Linked DNA regions of Mus musculus: region 1 is linked to region 2. A link is a contact called in public Hi-C data. All regions are on one chromosome and are shown on one strand. Each heading gives the region's core, a stretch centred on a gene start, on an enhancer-like site or on the middle of the called end of the contact. The rest is flanking DNA. Distances are from core to core; before and after follow the strand shown. Region 1 overlaps Eea1 (early endosome antigen 1). Region 2 has its middle 20 kb from the start of Gm24433.

Evidence for each region. Hi-C and Micro-C count contacts between places; a contact is called where the count stands out from the background.
Region 1: a contact with region 2 is called in a Hi-C map of bone marrow-derived macrophages, with 35 read pairs. The contact joins two enhancer-like sites. A contact is called at or near these places in 1 of 39 promoter capture datasets (embryonic stem cells), 2 of 15 datasets of contacts at CTCF or cohesin (CD8 T cells and the NIH/3T3 cell line), 67 of 484 Hi-C or Micro-C datasets (B cells, the C10 cell line, CD8 T cells and 36 more), 4 of 115 datasets of contacts at active chromatin or transcription factors (embryonic fibroblasts, embryonic stem cells and extraembryonic endoderm stem cells) and 1 of 9 other capture datasets (embryonic stem cells).

Annotation. Positions count from the first base shown.
Region 1 is chr10:96,031,357-96,035,753 of GRCm38.p6, reverse strand. Eea1 (early endosome antigen 1) reads right to left here. Exons shown (of 29, transcript NM_001001932.3): 22 at 4,061-4,243. Among named protein-coding and RNA genes, the nearest start is that of Eea1, 93 kb to the right of the region's middle. Within about 2 kb of position 1,918, at least 14 of the 459 cell types and tissues checked have an H3K27ac peak or open chromatin away from gene starts, as enhancers often do. A contact at or near this core is called in bone marrow-derived macrophages, where this site is marked.
Region 2 is chr10:95,916,707-95,920,858 of GRCm38.p6, reverse strand. No RefSeq gene overlaps it. Among named protein-coding and RNA genes, the nearest start is that of Gm24433, 20 kb to the right of the region's middle. Within about 2 kb of position 1,813, at least 16 of the 459 cell types and tissues checked have an H3K27ac peak or open chromatin away from gene starts, as enhancers often do. A contact at or near this core is called in bone marrow-derived macrophages, where this site is marked.

The DNA.
Region 1 (4,397 bases), core at 669-3,168, 110 kb before region 2:
ATATCATTCATTCAATAAATTTAGCCTTATATGCAACTCTGTATTCTGACCAGCTATAGGCCCATCCTCTGAGCTTCCTGTCTCAGTGGTACAAGTGATGTAAGTCAATATCATAGCTACTGACGGCTCTAAGTCTCTTGTGTGGTGGTGAACACTGTCATGCTAATACACTTTGAATGACTATGGAAGCAACCTTTGGTTGTGTTGTGAAGGAGTTTCTAGACTAGGATAATTCAGGCAGAGAGACCCACCCTAAATGTGGACTGCACTACTCCATGGTCTGGGGTCCTGGAATGAAGGAACAGAAGGGAGGCAGGGCAGATCACTCAGGTCTGTCTCTACAGATACCATGTGACCTGTGGCCTTGAGCTCTACTGTCACAGCTTCCAGTCATGGTAGACATGGTATTCTCACTGTGAGTAAACAACAAACAAACAAACAACGCTTCCTTCTTCAAGGAGCTTCTGTCAGATGTTTTGTCACAACAATGAGGAAGATGACTAATACACGTGGGGTCAGTTCCTATCATAGTTACTGTCTGCTCTAAGGCTCAGACATTTGAGGATCTGAAGTAGTGGAAAGGGCTACGTTTCTGCCTGTTAGTTACATTTGGGGATATGGTCCTAGGGAAAGGGAACTGACACCATCAGCTACGAAGGCTGAGGATCTGCAGGGAGTGAGAACTCGTTCAGCAGACCTAAGAGAGGCCCCAATTCTTACTGCAGGCGCATTTCCCCTGACAAGGAGCCAGGTAATGCAAGCCAGGGAAGGACCTCTGCCAGTCAGGACTGCACAGAACACATACTTGTTCTCTGCTACTCAGGCAGCCGGTATTAAGTCAGTACCCTGCATAAAATGGTCCTTATCACAGAAGAGTGGCATGTGCAGCAGAAACTGTACAGGGCAGCTGAGCAAATGCGCACCACCAAATACACAAGAAACCGATGTAAGACCTTTGTAAAATGCGTGACATGGCAACTGGCCTAGATGTCACCAAGATAACTTTTAAAAAATTCTTTTAACAATAAAATGTACTGTCCTGGGTGTGTGTGGGGGGAGGGGGTGGTAATAGGTTAGTGTTGAGTACTTGCCTGGCATGCATAAGACCCTGAGTTTGATCTCAGCACTGAAATAAACATGTTTCAAAAACTACTGTATAAATCTACTGCAACCATAATTGTGTAATAGAGGTTCTGGTTCAACAGGCTTGCTAAAACCAAGAAAGCAGTAGTACCCCCTAAGAAATGCTGTAAGAACCACCAAAGTGTTACTGCTTTATAAGATTTTAAATGCATGGACTCTAGAATTTTAAATGTACAAAGTCCATTAATTTATTAGTTCTTTAAAGACCAGATGAAGTCTTCATGACAATGTCAAGGGACAATGCTGTGCCCTGTGTTTGGACATCTACTTACACACTCCCAAACTGTACTACTGTGCATGCCTCGCTCACTCAGCACTGCTTACCAGGGATGCTCCCCTGGTCCACCTCTTTTCCTATCTTTATCTTAGCCACACACATGGCAATAGGCGAATCATTGAGTAGATCAATTACCAGCCCTGACACGATTATAAAATTCTAAAATCCCTGTGGTTCCAATTATTTTTATTAAACAAGCCTTCCCATACTCCTTTCAAACAAAGCCTTTATATTAGCTCTTACTTTTTCTGATGTCTGATAAAATAGCATAAAAGTACTGGGATGAGAAGAGTTAGGCTTAATTCTGTATAACCCCACAATTTTCACTTCACTTCAGAAATACATTTATATTATGAATTTGAATTGAATAGTGAATTCCACTTCTATTTTTCTGGACAAATAATAGCATAGATTATAGCCAACAGAAATACCCAGTGAGCAAACTATTTCATAAATGATCCAGCAGATGGGGCTAACGGCACAGACTAGGCCAGTCTGGTCAACCCTACTGGTGTCCGAGGAGACACTGTAAGGCTGAGGTATACACTGACAGCTACAACAGCTATGACAGAAAGCCTTACACAGGCAACTGTCACGCTGTAGAATGCTTTCTTGTCTCCCTTCGCTCTCACATTTGAGATCAGCTCACTGAAGCAAAAGAGAAAAAAGGCTGACAAAAATAGTTATCTGGTGAATAGTAAAGAAGGAGGGCTTCGAGTAAACCAACAGCTCTTCCAGTCACGGTTCTGCTCTGCTGTCAGCCGGCCTGCCTCACCTGCCAAAGGAGTGTCACAGCAGAGGCTCCATCGCGCCTGCTGTGAAACGCTCCCTAGGCCTGCCCTATGCTTTCTCATTTGTGCAGATTACATGGAAGCCCTTCAGTGGCTCCTCACTGCCTTCAGCTTACATGCAAACTTCTCTGCAAACTTCCCCTGCCTTGTTGAAAAACAAACAAACAAGCAATTTAACAGTAATAAAATGACCAGTTCTAATTTTTCTTTTTTTAAAGATTTATTTTCATTTTTTATGTGAATGTATGTTTTGCCTATGTATGTATGTATGTATGTATGTATGTATGTATGTATGTATGCCTTAACATCAAATGCGCGTGGAGCCCACAGAAGTCAGAGAGAGCACCAGATCCCGTGGAACTGAAGTTATGTACAGGCAGTTGTAAATTGCCATGTGGGTGCTGGGAACCAAACTTAGGTCCTCTGGAAAACACAGTAAGTATCCTTAGCCACTGAGCCACCTCTCCAGCACCCTTGCCTCCACACCGGACCCCACCCCCTGGCTAACCTGCCTCCTGTTGCTTTCCTTTGCTTCCCCCAGTTTCCTGTGTCCGTGTGGACTGATCCCTTGCCCTCCCCTGGGCCTGCTAAGAACTTAGGAACTGCCCTCTACACCTTCCATTCTCTTAACTCTATCCTCTCAACCAACTCACACCCAGTTACCAGAATTTGTGGAGAAAGGTATTTTGTAATTAATTTAAATGATTTTTATTTGTGTGAGCTCACACACATGTGCCTGCACAGCTAATGGGAATCACAGTCCTACAGGAAAGCAGATCTCCTAGAGGAGAGAGAATGCTTAACTGAATATCCCTACTAGCGATCTAAGCTTCTTTAAAGATGTCCAGGTTAAAATTTCATTTTTCCTCTCTGTTGTACGCTTTGTTGCTGTTGTTATTTTTATCTCAAATATAAAATCCAATTGTTTTTCACTAAGCATTTAGTATACTTAACAATTTGGAGCCTCCATTTTTTAAACATAAATTCCACTCCTGGTTGGCTCTGTTCAGTTCCTCCTATCACCAGACATCCTTGTAAAGACTGTATTTCCAAATTCTACCTATAGTTCAGGATCTACTCACATATCTAAGTGGCCTGGTTGCCCACAAGAGCCCATGAATACAACACAAAATATATACAACATTTTACAAACATAAATTTTACAGTAGTGCACTTTAAAAAAGGAGATAGCATATATTACCATGACAAGAGGGTGGGGGGTGAGAGGGGAGGAAAGAGAGACAGGGGCAGAGACAAAATATTGGGGGAAAGAGGCAAGGTGCTGGTCCTCTGTGTGTAGGAACACAATGTTCGCTTTCCTTTACAGAAAGGATATGCCAGTGTTGTATAAAATTTGCTACCTTGTTATTTATACCTTTCATTTTAATCAACATGATACCTTATTTGACCATACAGTATTATTAATTAAGGCTATATTTAATTGGCCTGATTTTAATCATTAAGCATTCCTGTAAATTAGAAAGCTGACAAAAATATAGCACTAAGAGCTTGACCATAGTAATGCACTTGCATTTCCCAGAGTTGGCTTATAACCAGCCTCTCTCCAAAGGTACTCTCAAATGAAGGCTTCAAAGGCCTTAAAAAGCTAATACCATAAGATTCGCCCACATTATTTCACTGAGTTTTTAATGTGTGTGTATATATACATATGTGTGTATATATTTATAGCTCATCTCATGATTTTTGTCATAAAACAATCTAATTTTTAAAAAGGAACATTAAAGGGGTAATTTAATAGAATATAATACTTCACAGATATTAACTTCCCTTGCTCATTAGGCAAGGGAATTATTTCCTGAGCTTTATCCCATACAACAGTTTACAATACCTTAAGGTCTTGCCTCGTGGCTAGAAGTTCAGACTCTTTGCCATAGAGGTCGGACTGCAGCTGTTTCAGGTCCGCCTGGCACTTCTCGTAGTTGCTCTGCAGCGCTGACAGTTTTCCTTTCTCTGCTGCAAGCTCCTGGGCTGCCTGTGATGACTGCTGCTGCAGCTTATTCTCCAGCACTGTCTAAAACATCAGTAGTTTTTTAAAGGAGAATGCAAATAAGAAGTCAGTCAAATATAAGATGAAACTTATACAACTAAGACATCTGAGAAACCCACTACACTGTATTTATGGCCAAAAATTATATTTTAATACAGAGCAACATATTTTAAATTTA
Region 2 (4,152 bases), core at 564-3,063:
TTAAAGGGTCCCAGCACTCGGAAGGTTGAGAGCCACTGAGACCTGGGCATATGTTGAGAGCCCCTCTTTGTGTTATAACAAGATCTATGTTAGAAGACCCTCTTTGAAACATAGGCTAATTCTTTTGGGGAGGAGCATTTATTTGTCTCACACTTCGACAACATAGTTTATCACCAAAGGAAGTCCAGGACAGGAACTCAAACCTGAAGACAGAAGATGAGGCAGATGACCCATGGAGGGGTGCTGCTTACTGGCTTCCTTATCATGGCTTCCTCAACCTGTGTCCTTCCTTCCTTCCTTCCTTCCTTCCTTCCTTCCTTCCTTCCTTCCTTCCTTTTCCTTTCTTTCTTTCTTCCTTTCTCTCTCTCTCTCTCTCTCTCTCTCTCTCTCTCTCTCTCTCTCTCTCTCTCTCTCTTTCTTTCTTCCTTCTCTCATATATTACATCTCAACCACAGTTTCCTTTCCTTCCCCTCCCCTTACATTTTACTCTTCCCTCATCCTTGCCTCACTTCTCCCCCAGATTCACCCCAACTCTGCCTCCTTTCAGAGAAGACCTCCCAGGAAACACGGCATAGTAAGATACAAAAACACCCAGCACATACCATCAAACCTGGACAAGGCAACCCAGTAGGAGGAGAAGGGTCCCACAAGTAGAATAGAGTCAGAGACAGCCCTATTTCCACTGTTAGGATTTCCACAAGAACACCAAGCTATCCAACCATAACATATATGCAGTGGACCTCGGTCAGATCCCTACACACTCTCTGATCTCTGCAAATTTCCATGAGTCTGGGTCAGCTAATTCTGTCAGCCATGTCCTCATGGTGTCCCTGACCCCTCTGGTTCCTCCCATCCTTCTCCCTCTCCTCTGAAGCACTCTTCACAATCAGCTTCATGTTTGGCTCTGGGACTCTGCATCTGCTCACATCCATTGCTGGATGAAGTCTCTCCGGTCTCTTTGATGACAGTCTTGTTAGGCTCCAGTCGCAGCACACTCTGCGGGCAGGACAGACTGTAGATCAAAGGTTTTTATGGCTGGGTTGGTGTCCCAACCCCTCCACTTGAGATCTTGTCTGGTTACATAAAATGGCTGGTTCAGGCCTCATGTTCCCCATCACTAGGGGTCTTTGTTAAGGTTACTCTTGTAGATTCCATGGAGTTTCCATGGTACCAACTTTACCCCTTGTCCCCTAAAGTCCCCCAATTCCACTCTCATTTCTCCCAGTATTTTCACTCTCTTCCCCCACACACCTGATCCCTCCTTCTCAACCCCACCCATCCCCACACCACGTGCAAAATCTATTTCCCCTTCTCGGGGAGATGTTTGTGCCCCGGCGCCACCCTTGGGTCTATGAACTGAAGCATGTTTGTCTTTACTTTACAGCTAATATCCACTTATAAACAAGCACATACCACCATGAGCTAGTTCTTCTGTGTTGTTGTTATGATCAGAGAAGGATTCTAAATTCTTGAGCAACAGGAAAATTCTAAACTATATCCATATAAGTCTAGCGAGACCTGGGTGTAGGGATATAATAGCTGGGAAGTCAAATGATTACCTGGCATGGGCAAAGCCCTGTGTTCTACTCCCAGCAACACAGAAATGTAATGGCAAACCAAACAAAAATGGTCCTCACTTCACGGCACAATCTGAAAAAGTAGACAGGATTTGATTTCCCAGTTTGCTTTCAAGTAAAGCGCTTAGAAAAACTCCATGGGAGTTTTAGCCAGTGCAGTGCTCTCACCTACTGCTCTTCCTCAGGCAGGCCTGCCTGGCAGAGCAAATTCGACCATCAACAGAAGCAAGAAATTCAAAACATTTCCCCAAACAGCAGAAGATGAGGAAGCAGGCCATGTTGACACAGCAACTAATTCCTTACAAATGCCAAGGAAACAAGGGGACTGCTGCGTTCTTTAACATTCCAGATCTGTGCATCATAGGACTGCAAATTTGTTTATTGCTGTGTTTTATTGCCTACAACCTAAAAGACCTGTAATTGATATGTTAAGGTCTGTGTGTGTTCTGTAATTATTGGCTTTAACTCCAGTTACCGATTAAAGATCTGCCTGCTGGGGCCTTAAGGAAACCCAGGGTAAGGAAATGACAAGGTCTGAGGACCTACTGAAGAATTGGCAGGAAACATTTCTATGTTGTTCTCAGCCAGAGTGGGAAGAAACAATAAACTAAGAACTATGAGTGATGAAACAGGAGGGAGAGGGGGAGGGGGAAGAGGGGGGGGAGAGGGAGGGTGAGGGGTTGATTTACTACAGCAAATTGGGCCCAAGGAAAGAATGTAAAAATACACGGAGCATTGGGGGGTTGGAGGGTTGTTTGGCTCTGTGCTTTAGAATATTTGCTGCTCTTGCAGAGGACCCAAGTTCTTAGTACCCACTAGGTGATTCACAACTATCCATAACTGCAGGTGATCTAACACCTTCCGTAGACATCCAGCAATTGCATGGTACACAGACATACCTTCAAGCAAAATATTTATAAACATAAAACTAAAATCAAATGTGGGCCAGTGAGATTGCTCCACAGATAAAAGCACTTGCAGTGCAGGCTGGGGAACTGAGTTTAATCTCTGGAATGCTGTTGGGACATTTCCTCACCTGTGTAAAGGTGTGTCTCTGTATTTTCAATTGTTAATTGTTGGGCCCTGCAGAGAGCACAGTGCTGGCAGGATCTTGGTATTTCTACTGTCATTTCTATAGACCATCACCAGCTTTCTATATGTAAATCCTTGTCCTTTATCCCCTGACCAAAAGTTGATTCTCTGAGGTTATCATATTAAAAAGAAAGGTGCTGCCATGAAGGTCAACCCAAAGAAATGGATCAGGAGTGGTCTTACTGCAGATTGGCTCAGACTGAAGTATGGAATTTTATAAAATAAAAAGCTGACTGCCTGAGGTAGGTCAGGAAGAACTGGAGCAGGACTTCTGGGCAGGCATAGATAGACGCTGGCAGACTCAGGGAGATGAGGAACGGGGTAGAAGAGAGATGGAAGGAATTAGAAGCAGGCAGCGAGAACCACATAGAGAGACGGCATGGCAGAGAAGTCAGGGTAAGTTAGTAGCTAGCGGAGACTACCCCCAGTAAAAGGCCAACAGCTTAAACTCTATAGATGCTTCTAGGTCTTAATTAAACCTCAAGTAGATGCACAACAGAACTCATGGGGAAAGGACAGATACAATGACCTGCATCTGTAATCCCTGAGCTCATGCTGTCAGGCAGGAGGCAGAAACAGGAGAGCTGACCTATAGCATCTCAGGCCAGGGAGCCAGGAGCACACCACCAGGGAGAAACAAGAAAGACCTTTCTCAACAAGGTTCAAGGTGAGAACTGACCTCTACACACATATGCTGTGGCATGCATATGCTCCGCACACAGGCATGTATTCATGCATGTGCATGTATATCCACACATATACACAAACACACACCCACAATTGTTTAACCTGCTTCTTCCAGGCATGTGGGATCACGAATCATTTGCATCACACTGAATAGGACTCGTTGTATGTGCCAGAATTCAAGGATGATACATGTAAAGTATGTGCCCCTATTAAGAGATTCAAGCTCACACTATGTCTTGCCAGAAGGAAGGAAAGGAGAGGAAAATGGAAAAAGAGAGATAAGGGAGAAAGAGAGGAAAAGGAGATTGGTTTTCATGCTAACTTCAACACCTCAGTAAGTATAAATTGGTTAATCGTCTTTTCATAGTGTAGTTAAAGCATTGATTTTCAGCTTAATTGTGCAAATTAAGTAAAAATAAGCATTTACTTAAAAAGCATGGTAATAGCTGAAAACATAGCAGCATAATAAGACTTGAAAAAGCAATGCTGGCCTGCTATTGGCTTTTGTCTTTAATGCTAGCATTACAAATTAATGTTACAAAATTGCAGAGGAACAAACCCTTGATTCTTTTTCTCTTCAAAATTCAATCTTCCAGGTTGTGTGGATTTAATTACAAGTGTGTTTAACCACAAAAACATTTACATTTATAGACCACAAACACCCTGCCAGGAAATATAATATAGAATAGATATTTAAAAGAAACTTCTTAAAACAGAATGCCCCAAGACAGAACATCATCCTTTGTAATTCTTCATGCGTGTATTTTTTAATTCTTCCTTGGCTTTAGGTGAGTCT